2 separate regions of the Arabidopsis thaliana genome follow, and region 2 is linked to region 1. Evidence: chromatin contacts called from public capture Hi-C data. All regions are on one chromosome and are shown on one strand. The core of a region is the stretch at or near the end of the contact, and the rest is flanking DNA. Distances in the headings are between cores, read along the strand shown. Region 1 holds the start of AT1G26180. Region 2 holds the start of AT1G26550 (FKBP-like peptidyl-prolyl cis-trans isomerase family protein).

Region 1 (4,831 bases), core at 1,772-4,271:
GACAGAGAACTAGCTGAATTTTCACGTTGAGACTCTTGGAATCGTTTTCCGGCAGCATCTACAACAGCATTGATCCCTTCACTACCAAAAGTATTGATAACTTCCTCCAACAAAAGTATTCCTGTGGTGAAGCAGGTAGTTTTATAGTTACACGGTCATAAATTTTGGATATTGATATATGCATACGACCTCCAAATCTTGTCTCAGTTATGCATATGAATTTGACTTAAGAAGAGTGAGAGACCGCTTACCTGATATACGACAACTGTAGCTACCTTCATCTTCATCGGCTACAAACTGATTTACATCCATGGACCAAGTATGAACCTGAAGAGAAACTACATATGAGATAAAGAATAAAGGGATGTCTTGTCTCCAATGTTAGACATATAAACCATATAATAATTAAACCAGATAAAGTGGATAAGCCTTCTGGTCATCTTTTATTCGTTAAGATAGCAAGAGATAAGTTCTATTGCACAACAAACAAATTACTTCGTCATATATATAAATAGGCTGTCTAGCTTCGTAAGACTTCCCTTGATAGATTCATGTTATCATCCGAGATTTAAAAGAACAAATATGACCAATATATACTATCATGTCTGAGTAGCAGAAGATGCATGATTCATCTTTACCTGTTGTTCTGTAATCTGCAGGAAAGCGACGGTTTGATATACCAACTCTCTGACATTACCGGCAATGGTCTGATATAAAAGTATTTCCGTAAGAAACCAATTCCAAAGTAACATACGACCAAAATGAAGGGGAAAAAAACTGAAGCGATTTTAGCCAAACCTTTGACAGTCTTCTACTGCTAACGATAGTTGACAGAAACTCAAATAGCTGCACAGAAACAAGTCTCACTTGGCCTCAAACTCATCAAAATACCACAATCTATGAGCCAAATGCCCCAGTTCTAACCAAAAAACCAAAAGACTAACTTCCAATATTGAGACCTTGAAGGAAAACTGATCACTTAAAATTATAAAGTTACCTGGATGACAAAAGTGTCAAGACTCTTTTCTTCACCATCTGAATCATATCTTCCATCATATGAATCTTCAGCACCATCAATTGACGATCGAAGATAAACTTGTAGAGATGACTCAAATGTGTGCCACAATGGCCTCATAATAGCTGCACATATATTATGTTTCAATAATGATGCTTCAGATGCATATGTTTGAATAAAAAAAGTACATGGGTAACACACGAGAACATACCCATCAATTCACTTTCGATGAGAGATGGGAAATTCTGTACAAACTGATTTAGGCACTTCAAGACCTAATGAGAGGAGGTAAAATCAATGCAAAGACAGGGGCCCGATATACAATTCCGGGAGTTCAATGGGAACAAAAGTAAGACAATTACAAGATGAGACGAACCTCCATTCTTAAACTCCAATCATCAGGATCCTCGCGTTGCACAGGATGCTCCAATATAAGTGAAAACTGATTCATCCAAACCTTAAGCACAGGCGTCACCAAAGTAGTAGTTTCCGTCTGAATATAAACACATTATATATGTAAACTGATAACAGAAGTAGCTGAAGCAAATCACATTCAAGATGTATGTATTATCAAAGAAAAAGTACCTTGTACACACCGCTCATTGCTCCAAGAACATATATACATGAATAAACAATTGTAAGGGCTTTTCCTCGAATATACTTGTCATAGCTCTACATATACAAAGAAGTGAGCTCCATAAGGGCCTCTGTTACTAAAATTTTCACATAAGAGACCTTGACATGCCATAAACGTGATTCAACATGAGTCTGATCGTATCAATATAAGAATACAATACCTGAGGAGAAGATACGACTGCATGCAAGCAGGGAAACAACACAGGTACCAGCGTAGGAACCTCTTTGTCATCCAATTCACCAGAGAGAAGAGCCAAACACCTCAAAGCTCCATGAACTGTTGAATATGGAAATAAATTCAGCCTCAGGAAACCTCGTAACTATTCTCATGAAAGAGTACAGAAATGGGTAGTAAAAAAAGAATTTGTCTCTAGAGCAAACAAAATTGATCGAAAATATACCTCCATTAGTGTTACTTGGATCGCTAATCAACTTCAGGAGAAAAGGAACTAGCTCAGGCCACTCTTCTGGCCAATCATATGTGGCAATTGACGATATGTCCATACTAATAGCCGTACAGATTTTTCTATGAGAGTCATCAAGTGAGCCCAACAGTTGTCCTCGAATAAGAGCCTAATAACATAACCAAAATAACTTCCTAAACTATCTCAGCTGGAAATCCAAAACAAACAATAAAAGAAGACAGTGAAAGTACCTTTTCCTCACTTGAGACAAGAGGATATTCAAAAGCCTCCTCGTTCTCTCGCCAATGCTTTTTAATGAACTGCTTTAACAGTACCGCAGCTAAGTAACAGTAGGTTAAGAACTTCACAAGCCAAAAAAAGGGAAAACACTCATTATATCAATAAACAAGCTCCAGGGGATAACAAATCAATGACATGAAAAGGATATTTGACGCAATCCCAAAGAGAGGTCTTTGTTAGCAGCAACTCTGCACAATGCACTCCCAAACCCTACAAGAAACAAACATCTTTTGGGTAAAATCTAACTACAAAAAAGAATCTATAGAAGAGAAGCAACTAGCTCGAAAGTAACCCAAACGATTTAAGCAACGGACCTGGTTGAAGAGAAGCCTGATTGAGAGAGGTCTCAGCGAAAGAACGAACGTTCTGGTTAGGGTCAAGACTTGCTGATAAGCAACCGAGCAGCCATTGCTGATCTTGGTCCACCACCATTGAGAGATTAATCGATGGAATCCAATTCCAGATGGGATCAAGAAATTGAGTGTTTGAAAATTGTTTTAGCTTCCCTCAATTTTCAAATTCCCGCTTGTCCCTTTGGTATAGGAGGATGTCGGAGAGACAGTAGAAACCAAATGGAGTTTAAGTAGTTCACCTCTCCTAGATTTTGTTGTCGAGAAAACCCTTTATAGACAGAGGTTGCAGAAGAAAGAAGCAATCAAATAACCAAAATAAACAATTACCAAACCGGATTTTAACCGTAGATTTAAATTGGTATAAATCCGGCTTAGTGTAATTTCATCAATCGAACAGTTTATCTCCAGAATCAAAGATAAACGGAGGAGAAGAGAGCTTCGTCGTCTTCTTCTTCTTCGCCTCCATGAATCTCCTCAAGACGATTCATTACCAGTCTACCATTACTCGATTTTACCGTTTTGCCCCTACACGCTCCTTTGCTTCTTCTGTGTCACTCTCTCCACAGAGACACATAATCTCTCTCGTTTCTATCTCTAATCGTGGAAGGTGCTTCGCATTCTCGAGCGTCTCTGGTGCTTCGCTTTATAATAATCAAGAGGATGGGAAGAAAGAAGAATCCGAGAGAAATTACGCTTCGACGAAGGAAGGAGATGAAGTGGTTTACCAGAAAACGCTGAGATTAGTAGAATGTGCCATGTTCGCTGCTGTGACAGGCCTCGTTTACTTTCTCAGCAATTCTCTCGCCATTGAGGTTAATTTTTCTTGCCTTATAATTCCCATAAGGACATTGGAGTATTGAGGTTAAGTTTGATCTTATTTTTCATAGAAGACATTGCCAAAAATGTCAACTTTGGAAACAAAGGATGTGTGTGAGAATCATCGTTCTTTTGTGTGTTTGATCGTTAGTGTGATAAACATTTCATACTTACTTGTTCCTTTTTAATGAGTATGAGTTTACATTTTTGAACGCAGAACTACTTTGGGTGTTTCTTCTCACTACCAATTGTGATTTCTTCGATAAGATGGAACATTGCAGGTGGCAGGAAGACAATGGTTTGTAAAAGAACATTCTTTTTCTCATTAATAAGAATTTCTCAAGTTTTTTTTGTGAATATGTGCTTCAAGTCTTTTGTGGTGTTTGTTTGTTTGTTTCTCAGGTTGCTACTGTCATGCTGTTGTTCATATTATCAGGTCCGGTCAAGGCATTAACTTACTTTGTAAGCCTCCGCTTTCCTAGATTGCCAAGCAGAGTTTTATCTCGTGACCATTGCTTAACTTTTGGAGATTTTATTTTTGTAGCTTACTCATGGTCTTGTGGGGCTTGCACTGGGATCATTGTGGAGGTAGTTGAATTCATACACTCCTCTCTATCTTTGCACAGTTTCTACTTTCTAGTTCTCTACTGCAACAAAAACATACATCTTACTAATTCCTGTCTTTACTGTTGAAGAAAATGTCTCAGTTGTTTATTTTCTTGCAATATTATTCTGTTCTCAGTATGGGGGCAAGCTGGCGTCTCTCGATTTTCTTGTGCACAATGGTGAAATGTCTGCTTCCTGTGATTACACAGTACACTTAATATGTCCTTATCTCTCCTTGTTTACTTGTATTATCGTGTTTCCTCCCACGCAGGTTCGAGCATTGGGTCTCATAGGCTATGTTCTGACATCATCCTTCTTAATAAGAGAAAATATTCTCGCTGTGGTAAGCTGCCTCTTTCCCTCAAATACCTATCACTCTTTTTCACCTAAAGAAACTCTTGTACAAATAAAACCACCACTGCATTGTTGTTGCAGATCACAATTAACATCCACGCTTCTCTCTCTTATGTTTTCACGGCCATGGGCCTGAACATAATGCCTTCGATGAGCCTCATTTATATGATATTTGGGACAGTGGTACGCAATCTCTTTATCCCGCTTTTCTCTGTTTATCTCGGGAAATTAATAAAAGAAGCCGATAACATTTTGCTTTGATTCTCAACAGCTGTTACTTAACAGTGGATTCTTTGTGTTGTTGCTGCATCTGCTATACTCGATCTTCCTAACAAGACTAGGAATGA
Region 2 (4,727 bases), core at 874-3,373, 120 kb after region 1:
TTCTTTGGGGATTTTTTTCCTTCAGTTTCAGCATCTTGTTGTTTCAATGGTGTGACTGTTATGACCGGGGCTGGGGTACATGTGAAACAGATTCACATTGACATTAAAGATCAGTATTAAGCGATGTAGAAACTAAACACAATGAGTTAAGGAAGATTATGTTTACCTATTGATGTTTCTTGAGGGGTTATGAGCAGATGAGTTTTGTCATTCATCACAGCATCAGCCTTGTTTTTTCCTAATTCTCTAGTGGCCTAATTTCAGGTAACGCAGATATGTTAAGCATAATCAAAGACATGGCGAAAGCAAAGGAAACTAGTGAGTGTCTAACTTACAGATACAAATTTTGCTTTAGTGGGTGTCTCGCTAATTTCCTTAGAATTCAGGAAACTTCTCAAATGCTTTGTGGCACTCGTAGGAGTCATTGACTTAGCAGCAGAACAAGAGCGCATTGGCTTCCTTTTCAAGATGGTTGGAGGAGTTTCTTTTATGGGTTTTTGCTGAAAATAGAAACAAACATAAAGCATTCATACCAATAAACCAAAACTGTCAGAATGTTGATTGAAACTAGTGTAATTGATACCTTTAGATCGTTATACCAAACTCCATCTTCCCACACCATGAAAGGCCTAAGATCTGAGTGTCTTATTGTAGATTCCTGCTGTGTAGCCTCTAATCTAACCGTGTAACGGTTCTCAGAGAGAATTTTCCTCACTTGCCCTTTATGCCATCCCAAACCAGAAAACGTCTCTACAGATTCCAACAATGCATACTTGTCAACTGAAGAAGGAGGCGGTATGGGTCTAACACGGCGCGAATTAACAATGTTGGTTGGTCTCGCCTCATCACCATTGCAGCTCAGGTACCTATTACAGTCCTTGACAATGAATTTCTTCTTATCATCCACATCAGTCTCTTTGACTACCATTGCAGGGGACCACACAGCTTCTTTGGCAGAAAACACTTCCACCATTGTCCCGGGGCTAAACATGGACTTATTCGATTCCTTCAAAGACAACAAATTAAAGTCTACTTTTAAGCATTCACAACCAAAACTAAACCTTTAATAATTTTAATCATAGCATATAACAAGAACAAAGAAAGCAACAAAATTTTGACAGCTACAAGCAAAAACAACACCGGATTTAAGAAAGGATCTCTTAACCATGGAACTATAACACTCAACAAACGAAAAATAGAGAAAAGTTTCAGCCTTTTGAAACTAAAGCTGAAACCTTTAACCATAACACGCAACCAGACTCAAAACGGATTAAAGCTTCAACCTTTTTGAAAGAGAGCAACAAAGAGACAGTTTCAAACATTCAAGCAAAGACCCACTTCGAATAAATCAACCTCATACCTCAATTTCTGGTTGGATCCAAGTCCCACCGGTCCAGATAAGATGAGTCCGCAACTGCTTTCTCTCGAACTGTATAATGTCAGGAGGCAAATCAAAATAAACCAAATAGTTGTCGTCCTCCATTTTCTTTACGACAACACCAGTCCACCACCCGTCTTTGTGGTCAGCATCCACCAGCAAACCTTCCTCCAAAACGACGTCTTTTTGTTGATTCTCCTCCGGAGGTACAGGTCTAATGAATCTCTGTTCGATGTGTTCGATTAAGGGAGACGAACCGTCCATGTCCAGCAACGTCGAGTAACGAACACGAAGCTTTCTGCGAGATGAGTTCCCTGGGTTTTCCTCTAAAACAGCTCTGAACCAAGCTCCTTCGAACCCTTCCTCTTCAGAACTGACTTCAACTACACAATCTTTCGTTATCTTCATCGTTTGCAGCTCCATCTCCGGAAAGTGAAAAATGTGGTTACTTTGTAGAAATAATCAAAACCCAGAACCCAAATAAGCAAAGAGTGAAGCAAAAAACCTCCCTTTTGTAAAACCCTAAAATTTCACTCTGATACTGAAAGACAGCTAGCTCTACAAATGAAAAGCAGAGACAGACATTTACGAAAATAGGAAAAATATTTATTTTCTTTTTGGCGCGATTAAATTTACGAAAAATAGAAAATATTTGATAAGAAGAGTATCTTATTGGGCCTAATAGCCCAACCATGAATGGCCAAGCCCATATTAATGAATGGGTTTAATGTTCCATCTCTAATCCCCACAAGACTTTTCAGCAAACAAATCTCTCTTTCTCTCTCTCACTCTCTGCTCGATCGTTCAATCTGATAGAAGAAGAATCTCAAGGTAAAGTTCTCGACTTTGTAAATTTCTTGGCTTCTCAATCAAATATTTCATTCCACTTTTAATAGTAACCTTTTGTGTTTTCTCCGATTGGTTTTGTAAACTGTTGGTCAATTCTCTGATTTTTAGGCTAGAAATTGAAAACTGGGGTTTATGTTATTTGCGCTAAATCTTCCGTCTAGATAATTGTTTTTCCATTTGCGATGTTATCTTGTGCATGGACGCACCGGTTCTATATTGGGCTCTTTGCGTTTCGATTGTCCAAATGTTAAATTACTCATTTTTTAATCTGTAATCTTGTTTTGTGTTTTGATCATTCTGAATTTGATGGATCTTAGCTTACTAAGTGTTTGATTAAATTCCCCAAAAGTTTCGGGTTGAAGCATTTTTTTAAGTTTACAAATTTGTATATCTGCTTCCAGTGTAGTAGATTCCAAGTCACTTGCATTTGGCTTTAAATCTGCATTGAAAAGTTCACTGGATTTATTTCAGGGTTTAGGGTTTACAAGATGTGTGTGGTGATGTTAAAAGTTAAAACCCTGTAATCTGATGGTGATAATAAAGTTTTAATCGTGGTTGTTTTTTATAGTTTTAATTCGATGGGGAAGGACGCAAAAGCTGGTGGGAAGGGTAAAGGAAAGCAAGCAAGTGGTAGTGAAGAAGCTCCCTCCAAGGGTAAAGGAAAAGCAGGAAAAGCTGCAGATGGTCTTGGGACATGCACTTATGTTAAAGGTGTGTTTTTTGGATTCGTTTCTGTGCCTGTTACCTTTGTTCATGAGTAAAAAATACTGGTAAACAAATATGGATCCAAAAGTTCTCTTACAACTTTTGTATTAGTACAATAGCATTAAAGTCAAATCTCCAATTGTTTTTGTTTCAGCAAGACATGTTTTGTGCGAGAAGCAAGGAAAGATCAACGAGGCCTACAAAAAGTTGCAGGATGGTTGGTTGAGCAACGGAGACAAGGTTCCTCCTGCTGAGTTTGCAAAGGTGAATATCCTTCTTCTTTTTTGTCTATGAGATCAAAACATCAATCTAAGATAGTTCAGATAGTATTGTTTATTCCATCTCTAACTGTGATATGTACGTAACCGCTTATAGAAAACCCACATTCAATACCTCATAGTTCATTGCTTTCCCGACATCTACAAGTTTCAGTTTTCGGTTAGATATATTTCGATAGATGTGTGTTATGAATTGTGGAGAATCTTAACACGATTTGTGTGTGGAACGATCTCAGATTGCAGCAGAGTACTCTGAGTGTCCATCAGGGAAAAAAGGAGGAGATCTTGGATGGTTCCCTCGAGGAAAGATGGCAGGTCCATTCCAAGATGTCGCCTTTAATACACCTGTTGGAGTCACCAGTGCACCCTTCAAATCAACGTATGTCCAAATCCGATCTCTTCTTTCTTCTCTTCTATCTGAATTTATCTTTATTAGTGGATGATGAATGTAATTGCGTGGTAATTGCAGGCACGGATACCACATTATTTTATCAGAGGGAAGGAAGAACTGACAGATACATCTCTGCTCTGCTACTTTTATGGAAGTTGCTACTGTAACCTTAAAAAAAACACAGCCTTTGTTGTTTTGGCCAAATTGTTAAAAAAACTTGTCTCGTTTTGAATAATGAATGCGTAACGGCCATAATATATGCCGGGTGTTGATTTCTGAAGTCTGAATATTGAGACACCATCTCTATTATAAGCTCGTCGCTTGGTTTCTTTGGCTTTGAGAACATTTTGAATTTGCCCGTAAGAAAAAATTGGTTTCTAAGCTGCTGGCTGTAGCTTAGAGAGGGTTGATGATTTGATACTGGCTATTCCTAACAATTATAACTTGGTACGAAATCGTTTTCGAATCATTGATTAATAAAGGTCATACGTGTGAACACAAGTGTAAAAGTGTGACGTTATTGCATGAGCATCTGAAAAACAGAGTGAAGAGAGGTGTGTAATGTGGGTCGTTGACTTGTTAGTGTGAATCTAACAAACGCATATTATGATCCATAATTGCGCAAACCCCTAATCCTCCATCCACTTTTTCATAAAAGAAACAATAATGGTTAATGAGATTTGTTGTCGCGTTACAAATTTCAAAACAACTTAACATTTCAATGACTTCATGAGCCAATAATTAGCACTTGTGTTGTGACTTATACATTCATTCATTAGTCAGATGAAATCTCTTACATATTTTTTTAAAAAACAATCACAACACATCTATTTAAGAAGAAGAAGAAAAAAAAGTAAATGCTCAACATAAAGTAATTGATTTAGAGAATAAAATCCGGGGAAAAAAATGTATTATTTGGAAGAAAAAAAAAAGAAGCAAATGGGAACACAAGCCTTTTTCATATAAGAGGGTCACAATCACAAATACATAACCTCAATGTGTGAACAAATATGAAAACTCAAATGCAGCATTTAGTTTTATTAACATGAAATGTATTATGTGGAAATTTACCAAATCAATCATATAATGTATCTTAAGTTTAAGTACAAGCAATTATACCTAAAAA

Evidence for each region. Capture Hi-C pulls out chosen DNA fragments and counts their contacts.
Region 2: a capture Hi-C map of seedling shows a contact between it and region 1, with 2.0 times the contacts expected there. A contact is called at or near these places in 1 of 26 Hi-C or Micro-C datasets (vegetative nucleus) and 1 of 3 other capture datasets (seedling).

The regions. Positions count from the first base shown.
Region 1 is chr1:9,051,652-9,056,482 of TAIR10.1, forward strand. AT1G26180 reads left to right here and starts at 3,022. Exons shown (of 8, transcript NM_102383.5): 1 at 3,022-3,520; 2 at 3,742-3,822; 3 at 3,927-3,986; 4 at 4,069-4,112; 5 at 4,267-4,309; 6 at 4,402-4,473; 7 at 4,566-4,667; 8 at 4,756-4,831. The coding sequence starts at 3,173. AT1G26170 (ARM repeat superfamily protein) reads right to left here and starts at 3,052. Exons shown (of 33, transcript NM_102382.3): 1 at 2,670-3,052; 2 at 2,504-2,565; 3 at 2,307-2,399; 4 at 2,053-2,224; 5 at 1,813-1,928; 6 at 1,601-1,687; 7 at 1,392-1,508; 8 at 1,227-1,290; 9 at 998-1,140; 10 at 799-846; 11 at 639-707; 12 at 252-327; 13 at 1-121. The coding sequence starts at 2,787.
Region 2 is chr1:9,168,995-9,173,721 of TAIR10.1, forward strand. It overlaps AT1G26550 (FKBP-like peptidyl-prolyl cis-trans isomerase family protein), which reads left to right and starts at 2,124. Exons shown (of 5, transcript NM_102417.4): 1 at 2,124-2,209; 2 at 2,796-2,938; 3 at 3,087-3,196; 4 at 3,447-3,589; 5 at 3,680-4,039. The coding sequence starts at 2,806. The coding sequence ends at 3,722. It overlaps AT1G26540 (Agenet domain-containing protein), which reads right to left and starts at 1,959. Exons shown (of 8, transcript NM_102416.3): 1 at 1,361-1,959; 2 at 584-1,006; 3 at 336-500; 4 at 167-254; 5 at 1-70. The coding sequence starts at 1,801.